3 separate regions of the Mus musculus genome follow, and all the other regions are linked to region 3. Evidence: chromatin contacts called from public Hi-C and HiChIP or PLAC-seq data. All regions are on one chromosome and are shown on one strand. The core of a region is the stretch at or near the end of the contact, and the rest is flanking DNA. Distances in the headings are between cores, read along the strand shown. Region 1 has its middle 30 kb from the start of 2210414B05Rik. Region 2 holds the start of Lyn (LYN proto-oncogene, Src family tyrosine kinase). Region 3 has its middle 16 kb from the start of Gm22781.

Evidence for each region. A called contact is a pair of places that touch in the nucleus more often than the background predicts. HiChIP or PLAC-seq counts read pairs in DNA pulled down with a chosen protein or histone mark.
Region 1: a Hi-C map of bone marrow-derived macrophages shows a contact between it and region 3, with 32 read pairs. The contact joins two enhancer-like sites. A contact is called at or near these places in 5 of 39 promoter capture datasets (the C10 cell line, cranial neural crest, hippocampal neurons and 1 more), 51 of 484 Hi-C or Micro-C datasets (the AML12 cell line, B cells, the C2C12 cell line and 37 more) and 4 of 115 datasets of contacts at active chromatin or transcription factors (embryonic stem cells and microglia).
Region 2: an H3K4me3 HiChIP or PLAC-seq map of bone marrow-derived macrophages shows a contact between it and region 3, with 5 times the contacts expected there. The contact joins the promoter of Lyn here to the enhancer-like site in region 3. A contact is called at or near these places in 5 of 39 promoter capture datasets (embryonic stem cells, hematopoietic stem and progenitor cells, liver and 1 more), 1 of 484 Hi-C or Micro-C datasets (embryonic stem cells), 6 of 115 datasets of contacts at active chromatin or transcription factors (the 230-238 cell line, the HPC-7 cell line, bone marrow-derived macrophages and 3 more) and 2 of 9 other capture datasets (adipose tissue and liver).

Annotation. Positions count from the first base shown.
Region 1 is chr4:3,625,296-3,628,173 of GRCm38.p6, reverse strand. No RefSeq gene overlaps it. Among named protein-coding and RNA genes, the nearest start is that of 2210414B05Rik, 30 kb to the left of the region's middle. Within about 2 kb of position 1,278, at least 100 of the 459 cell types and tissues checked have an H3K27ac peak or open chromatin away from gene starts, as enhancers often do. A contact at or near this core is called in bone marrow-derived macrophages and granulocyte-monocyte progenitors, where this site is marked.
Region 2 is chr4:3,676,753-3,679,677 of GRCm38.p6, reverse strand. It overlaps Lyn (LYN proto-oncogene, Src family tyrosine kinase), which reads right to left and starts at 1,557. Exons shown (of 13, transcript NM_001111096.1): 1 at 1,314-1,557. It overlaps Gm42250 (a long non-coding RNA gene), which reads left to right and starts at 1,570. Exons shown (of 5, transcript XR_881076.3): 1 at 1,570-2,865.
Region 3 is chr4:3,811,339-3,814,305 of GRCm38.p6, reverse strand. No RefSeq gene overlaps it. Among named protein-coding and RNA genes, the nearest start is that of Gm22781, 16 kb to the right of the region's middle. Within about 2 kb of position 1,620, at least 14 of the 459 cell types and tissues checked have an H3K27ac peak or open chromatin away from gene starts, as enhancers often do. A contact at or near this core is called in bone marrow-derived macrophages and granulocyte-monocyte progenitors, where this site is marked.

The sequences.
Region 1 (2,878 bases), core at 29-2,528, 190 kb after region 3:
GCCCTGAAAAGACTGTTCTTGTTTGTTTGTTTGTTTGTTTATGCTGGGGTTTGAAGGCAGGTCTCCCTCCTGCTGAGTCAATGTAGTACAAACCCATACAGCTGGAAAGTTTTAATGCAGTGGTGCTGCTAAGGAGCTGGAAGATGGGTAGGGAACAGCCCCCATAGTTAGGAGGCATGGTAGAAACAGATGGCAGAGTTGAGAGTGACCAAACGATCAGTGTGAACCCAGTGGAGAAAGATGGTTTGTCAGTTGTTTACCAATTAATTATACTGGTAAAATACCAGCAAAAGTGAAAAACCAAGAATTTGGGACTGACAGAGATGGTTCAATGGGTATAGTATTTGATGAGTAAGCATGAAGACCCAATTTGCTCCTTAGCACCCACGTAAAAGCCAGGCTATGACAGTGCTGGCAAGCAGGGAAAGGAGGTCCCAGGTACTCACTGGCTAGCAAGTCATCGTCAGCAAACTCCAGGCTTGCTAAGAGACCTGTGTCAAAAAACGAAGCTGGATGGAATGGGAGAAGATAGCTGTGGCTTGATGTCGGCCTGCACCTTTGCAAACAGGGGTGCACACTTATGCATACACATCCGTGTCCTCCGCCTCCTCGTTCGCACTCACTTACACTTACACATCCGTGCCCCCCACCTCCTCGTGCACACTTACTTACGCATACATATCTGTGTCCCCTACCTCCTCACCTAGAATTTGTTTTGGTCAATCAAGTTGTCTTAGTTACGGTTTCTATTCCTATGAAGAGACAGCATGGCTATGGAAACCCTATAAAGGAAAACATTTACTTGGGATTGGCTTACAGCTCAGAGGTTTTAGTCTATTATCAGGGAGAGAAGCATGGTGGCATGTAGGCAGACACAGTGCTGGAGAAGGAGCTGAGAGTTCTGTATCTTGATCTGTAGGCAACAGAAAGAGACTGTGACACACTGGCCAGACTTGAACTTCTGAGACCTCAAGGTCCACCCCTATAGTGACACACTTCCTCAAACAAGGCCACATCTCCTAATAGTGCCTCTCCTTATGAGGCTTTGGGGGCCTATTTTATTCAAGCCACGTAACTGGTATGGTATTGGTTTTCTGTTGCTGTGTAACGATGATTTCAAACTCCGCAGGTTAAATCATCTGTCTCCATTTAAGGACCAGGCCTGATTTCCTAAAAGGCCGTAAGGCACCAGCTTCAGGATCAGACCATAACACCCAGAACAAGATCATAAAATGCCTCCTCAAAGAACAGCCTGGGGATAACCACAAAAATGGGGAACTATCTCAGAATGCGCCATCTGTGCTGGGCAGCCCTATTTCATCACATGGTTGAACATTCATGACATAGGAATGCAGACTACCGATCACCCGTGACCTCCTAGCATCTACCAATGACATTTTCAATTACCTAATCCTTCTAGAGAGTCCTCCCCTGCCCCCATTCCCTATAAGAAGGCCTGTGTGCCTTTGTCTGGGGTCACCATTTCAGAGAATGGCTGACCCCCGCATGCTGGTTGTTTCTGCAGGATAAACACTATTTGTTTTTGCCTACTTGGTCTTCCTTCAGTGATAGGACCCTTACATAAGTTTGAGTCCAGTCCAGAACACCTACATAGTGAAATGTTGTCTCAAAATAACAACAAGGAGCCCTGAAGAAACCATAAGAGCAAAAGAACAACAAGAAATCTTGAAAGCTTTTTGAAAAAGTTCAGTTCTGGAGAGATGAACGACGACTGTGCCAAACTCGTTTACTTTTTCTCCAAGGTGAGAGCATGGGGCCACTCCAAGAAAGAACATATTTTCTAGTATTGGTATCCATGTTTGTGCAGTGAGGTACAGAGACCAACAGTCTGCCACAAGGGCTGCAGTACTGGACTAGAACTCGGAGGAACCTCTTCAACTCCTTTGGCTGTCTTAGGTAGGCGCTCAAGGTTGAACAAGATGTCCACAGGACAATTCAGATGTACTGGCTCTAGAGAGATGGGGCAGACATCAATCATACTCCATTTAACCATGAAGATGTATCCAGTCCCTTAAAAAGAGCTGATAGTGCCATATGTACCATAGTATAAGGCAGATTCTTAGGAGCTGTTCACATTGTAAACAGATGTGCTTCCATGGTCTCAATGGTCACAAAACAAAAACAAAATGTCCATACACTGATATACCGACTGGATATTATATGCTTGGCCAGTCTTCCTCAGAGAATCATTTGGCTTTCAAAATTGCCTTATATATGTTGAATATCTTCAGATATATGCATCCATTTCACTTTAAATATTTCTTTAGGGTAGACTTTCTGGAGTTAGACACAAGGTGAGTGATTCAGACAAGATCAAGGGCAAAGGCCAAGTAGACAGGATTATGTAGATCAAGTCAGTGACCAAAGGAGCAATAGAAATTGACGGGGGGGAACTCAACTCAAACCACGCACCAGAAGCGCAGGGTATTGCTCAGCTGCCTGGGCTTCAGGCCAGTGCTGGAGGCGAGCTGTCCACAGGTCTCCATTCTATTTGTTTACTGCTTTGCTTAACAAATGACACAGGATGAACTGATAACAGGATAGCCCATGACCAAAGAAAACTGTTTCTACTTCAACAGGCCAGTCCTGGAGGTGACAATTCTTACACTGTTCATCGTGAGTTACAAACTGACATTTGAAGGTTGTTTTCATTGGAATTGTGAACCATGAATGCTTGATAAGCCTATGCATTTAATATATATTAATTTTGGGAGAAGAAAAGATTTCTTTTTGCATACTAGCATTTCTTTGTAAAAGTGACTAAGTATTTCAGTGTATTTATTAGAAACACAATGTAAAGAAAATCACTGGAAAGAGATGCCCATTGGACAGGCAAACTTTATATGCCCCAGTACAG
Region 2 (2,925 bases), core at 308-2,807, 130 kb after region 3:
GAGCTTCGGAGCAAAGAGTCCATCGTCTTCCACGTTAGGTCTTAAGATCTCTTGAACTGGGGGAATCCCAGGAACCTCTGAGGCAGCACAGCACACGTTTCAGGTGTTTTATTAGATAGATTTTCAAGTCAGCTAGCTCACTCAGACATGTGGTCTCGGGTTTAAAAATCGCCAAACTGCCAACCACCAAAGGCCTCCGATTTTATAGATGATCAGTTGTACCAAGTAACTTTCATATAACATTATATTCATATAATGTTCAAGGACCTTCAGTGTACTAAACCTATGAAGTAGGTTCATAGTCAATCAGGCGGAAACCCAAACCGGGAACTTCAATAATTCGCAGTCACTGAGAGAATGCAGGGCCTAGATTCCCACCTGGATTCTGAACAGCAAAGAAGTTGGGCGGATTAGCATAATTAACAAAAACACCGGTACTCCAATAAATAAAGAGACAACCACAAGCACCCCAAGTAGCGGGGACTATTGGGAAAAAAAACAAAAAACAAAAAACACTACACCAACAGCATAGGGAAGTCACTATAGTCAGCCAAGATAAGGCAGGCAAGTGGGAACTGTCGCACACACCCTTCCCCCATTCAGAAGGAAAGGCATCCCTGAATTCTTAAAATAACTCTAGCTTCCTCTTGGCCAAGGCGTTGGACTACTCCTCTGCGGGCTGACAGAAGTCGAGCTACGCGGGAGGTCAAGCTACAGCCTCTGTGGCAGCCGTTCGACGTCACCACCTTGCCTCGAGTCAACAGGGACCTCAGCTGTCAGCCAACCTTAGAGAGGGGCTGGGTTCAAACCCCCCTTCTCATCCCTGGGGACTCAAGGTCCGATCTGGACACTAAATACTGGATCCCAGATGACTCCCTCTGGAATCCCCACCGCGCTCCCTTTCGGAGTGGACTCAGGCCACTTCTCTCTGCCAGGCAAGAGAAGCTGGAGAGGGGCATGGGAGAGACTTGACGCCAAGGACCCAGGGGCGCCCACCCTGTGCGCACTGCCCACCACGCCTCCGCGCCGCTCCGCTGCGGACACCTGCGGAGTCGCCGCCCCCGCGTCCCCGCTCGATCGCCCCGGCGAGTCACAGTCTCCCAAGGCTGAAGGAGTCTAGATGCTCTCGCCACCCGGGGCCAGCGCGAGCGCCACCAAGAAGCAGTGCGCGACCTCTGCTGCGGGCGCCGTGGCTGCACCGAAACCCGGAGTCCCAAGCCAAGAAAGCGACCTGTGATCCGGTCTCTGACCCAGCCCCGGTCCCTGCCCGGTCCACCCTACGCACCCACCCTGCGCTCAAGCCCCGGACTTACTCGCTCGTGGTGGAAGTTTCGGGGCGGCGGAACTCCACGGTGACTTCGGTTAAAAGCTGTTCACGCGACGGGATAGCCCTGCGGGGCCCGCCTGGGAAGCAGCTGCGGGCCGGTGTCTTAGGACGCGTGACCGGGACTTGCGGGCACACTGCTCGGGGAACAGTGCCCGGCCTGCAGCAACCTATTAGCTGCAGAACGTTGGCCGGGAGGCGCCCAGGCCCGGCTCGGTGGGAGAGGAACTGGCTGTCGCTGGGCTCGGCCGAGAGGTCCCAGCTACTTCCTGGTGCTCGAATTTGCATACTGTGCTGGGAGGGCGGGGAAGTGACCGTTTGGTTCCTGTCCAAGGTTTGGTATTTGGTGTAGCCATCGCTCAGGGTTTTACAAGCAAACAGACTTTGGAGACCCAGACCGCAAGTTGGGAGAGTGGCGGTAGCCTCGGAAACAACATTCTCCCCAGGGCTGCGTGGAAGATCTAGGGGTTCTCGAGGGTCGTGGAAAACGTTCACCTTACTTCACTGTTCCTTAGGACCCAACTCCTCAATGCACTGTGTCTTGGGAGCAGAAGCAGCACTCTCTGTGTGTGTTTGGAGCTTCCAGAGAGAAAAAAACCGGTATCAGCGAGTAGATGTTTGGAGGGTATGGCGAGGGGGAATCTTTGCTTTAACAATCAAAACATCAAATTCCTTAAAGGTGTACAAGGAGTGCTGAAGATATTCACTGGAATGAGGAGTGGGAACTCGCTATGGAGTTAAAGGGCATGCCAATAGCTGAAAGCTTCCAGGAAAATGGAGCTAAGACTACTTATCAAGAACTGTCCTCTGTAGCAGGCTCGCATTGATTAGCATGTGGTCCTGGTAACATTACTGCATTCCTAACAAATGCTGTGTCCTTGTGTTCCTATGTGTACACAGTACTTGGCATACTGTAGGTACATAACCAGTGTGTGTTGTAAGATTGCTTGTTCAAACCAAATTTTGACTTGATAAATGCCCCTTACTGAACCAAGATATGCAATTAGCCTCAGTCACTATGATACCCACTTATGCTAATCTGACTTCTGTTTTCTGGGATTCCCTAATTGCAGTTCAACAGGTCAGAACAGGTACCTTGTAACAAAGTCCAGTACAGCTGTCATTTGTTACTAATGAAGGAAGACTAACATTTGTGAGCACACTGATTCACCAGTTTTGTTGTTTTTCTTTTCTTTTTTTCAGACAGGGTTTCTCGTTGTAACCCTGGGTGTTCTAGAACTCACCCTGCAGATTATGCTGGGCTTGAAACCAGCAATCTGCTTCCCAAGTGCTGGAATTAAAGGTGTGCACCAGCATTTCCTGGCCCCTCCATTTTTCAGTCAACCAGGGACTATGAAGATGGTGCCAGAGATTATAATGGAGCTGAAAAATCTGTATCACTTAGTGGTGTCGTAGCTGTCATAGCTCTTTCAGTGTGACAGTGCAAGACAGATCTACAGCGTTTGTGATGATGCTGATACCAACAAGTCCTCTCTACCGTTGTGGACCATGACTCCTGATTGCATCAAAAAGGACATAAAGTGAGTGACCTGGAGCACATAGGTTTAAGTGAGTGTACGATGTCTACCAGAAGACGAAAT
Region 3 (2,967 bases), core at 371-2,870:
GAAAAGCAAATCCAACAATTTTCAAATTCTGATGCATTATCTCTTTGTGTCTTATCCAACAAGGCTAAAGCAGAAGCATTTAATATAGACCACAGTAAATCAGTGGAAGAGGGCCCCCACCCCCGTTCACCTTAGTCTAGGCCCACCGAGGCCTCCGTTCAGGCCTCCGTTCATCTAGGTCTGCATGCTCGGCCACGGGCGGGCTTGCGATGGCAGAGTGTTCTTGCTCAGACCCGCTGCCTCAGGCCGCAGAAGCTCCGAAGGCCCAGCTTTGGCCTTCAGGTCTAGCAGGTGGCTGCCTCGAGGGCGAGGGCTCCTGGCGTCTGCAGGGTAGGGACTGAGGCTGCTCCCGGGCCCCTCGGGCTCACCTGGCACGGGCCGAGGCCATGAGGGGCTCGGGGCGAAGAAGGCCACACTCTCGAGCTCGCTGTGCTCTCTTCTGGAACCCTGCACAATCTCCCGTGGGGGCTAGGGGGTTGTCTGCAGTTGTTATTAGGGGAGACGGGCCTTGTAGGGGGGGCCCTCTGGCCGTTTCCCTGGACCACAGTTACTAGGGTGTTCTGTCTTTGTGTAGGGCATTCTCTAGCAAAATGTCCAGGTTGGTTGCATCTATAACAAGTTTTTTCTCCTATATTTAGTTGTAGAGCAGCCCCAATGGCTAGGTTAATAGACTTAGAAACTTGTTGAGAAAACACATCTACCTCATTTCAAAGCTTGATCATACAATTTATATCTAAACTCTTGGTTTTACTTCTCAGGGCAGCCCTAAACTCTGACTTCTAAGTTAAATATTGGCCTCTAGTGAGGACAGACTGAACAACTTTATTCCATTCATTGGGTATCAAGTAGCCTTTCCCTGCTAAACCTTCTAATATAGATACTGTTTGCTGGCAGCTTAGTTTCGCTTTTGTGAGACAGCGATCAGGAGTTTTCTAAAAAATCTTCAGTAAGGGCTAAGAGGCGAGCACCTTCTCCGCCCTCTTCTGCCTGTTTAAGGAGAGCTCTGATGATTCTCCAATTGCTAAAAAGGACTCAGGGACATCCTCTCCTTTATCAAAGCATTAATATCTTTGTCTACTTTATTCTAAGTTAAAGGGTGTATTTCAGAACCATTCAATACCAGCCACGGACATCTCTCGTCCACAAAACAAAAATTTTTTATTAAATCCTTTTTTTTTTTTTTACTCTTATCCCTCTCTCGTTAAGAGAACCCTTCATCTCTTGAATAAAAACTGCCTCTTTGGACAGAACCTTCCCCATGGTTAATGGGATAACAACTGAATGCCTAGGCTTACCTCTCCGATGTCTGTCCACGACACTCAAGCGAAGTGGCAGGGGACTGTCCCACTGTCTCACTGTCTGCACGGTACCTCTTTAATTCGTTGTCCGGAGGGCGGTTGTACCTCGTGCCCCATGTCTGGTGCCACTTGACCCATCCAGCAGGTCCAGTTATTTGAGGGTCTCGAGGGGACCTTCTCCTAAGAACCAAATGGGGGGGGTAGAGAGAGACGAGGGTCTTGTACGAATAACAACACGGAAACGTTCTGAATTGCATCAAGATCCCACTGTATTGAGAAAGGCTCAAGGCTTAAATGCACAAGCAAAAGGGGAAGTACCTTTCAGCAGGAAGGATGAGGCAATAGAATTGCACAAGCAAAAGGAGAAGTACTTATAAGTGGGAGGGGGCAATAGAAATTTTTTCTTTTGGCAGCTACACGGGGAAGCAGGAACTTGGTAGTATCAGGGTGTGGTCAGGACATCGGTGTGTCGGTGGCCTGCTTTTGACCCCCTTGTCTCCTTTGGGGGGGTGGGGGGGAGAGGTCCAATTCAGAGATCAGGACAATAGCGTTGCCTTAATAGCTCCCAACACCTTTCTTTCTTTCTTTCTTTCTTTCTTTCTTTCTTTCTTTCTTTCTTTCTTTCTTTCTTTCTTTCTTCCTTCCTTCCTTCCTTCCTTCCTTCCTTCCTTCCTCCCTCCCTCCCTCCCTCCCTCCCTCCCTCCCTCCCTCCCTCCCTCCTTTCCTCTCTCTCTCTCTCTCTCTCCTTTAATCAAGGTCTCACTATGTATTTTAATCTGGACTCAAACTAACATACTTCCTGTCGCAGCCTGCAGAGCTCTGGGATCTTAAGTGCTTACTTCCTGCAATCTGGCTTCAGTGTGTTTTAATGTTGGATTAGTTTAATATTTCCAGGCAACGATTTCAATTAATGGAGCAAATTACCAGTAGATACATCATCCCTCGGGTAGCATCATTGAAGTTCAGCAGTGATTTGTTTGATTTCGGGAAAGGGTATAAACCCCAAACCTAAAAGAAGCTTTTTTGGAAAGCCAAAATCACCAAAACATTTGAAACAAACAAACAAAAACAAACAAAACATTACAAATCTGATCTTTCCTTGCAAACCACGTCTTTTATTTACTTATTTTTTAATCCTTATTTTATGTGCCTGTTTTGCACGTATATATTGTGCTCCTCGAGATCAGAAGAGGGCTCTGGATCCCATAGAAATGAAGTTATAGATGGTTGTGAGCCACCATGTGGGAGCTGGGATTTGAACTCAGGTACTCTACAAGAGTTATCAGTACTTTTCACTGTGAAGCTAGATCAGACTCCCCCCCCCCCCCTCTGTCTACTCTTTCTCTATTACTGTCTCTTTTCCCCTCTGTATGATGTGTCTATGTGTTCATATGTGTGAATGAAAGTGTCTGCATGTCATAGTGTGTGTGTGTGCATGTGTGTGTGTGTGCGTGTGTGTGTGTGTGTGTGTGTGTGTGTGTGAGAGAGAGAGAGAGAGAGAGAGAGAGAGAGAGAGAGAGAGAGAGAGAGACTGACTGGGGGTGAACAACCTCGTGTATCAGTCCTTGTCTTGCACTTTGCTTGACACAGTTTTTAAAAGGTTCTCCACTGTGCACAACAAGCTAGCTTCAGAGATTCTCCTTTCTTTTCCTACATTTTGCTGCAGGAG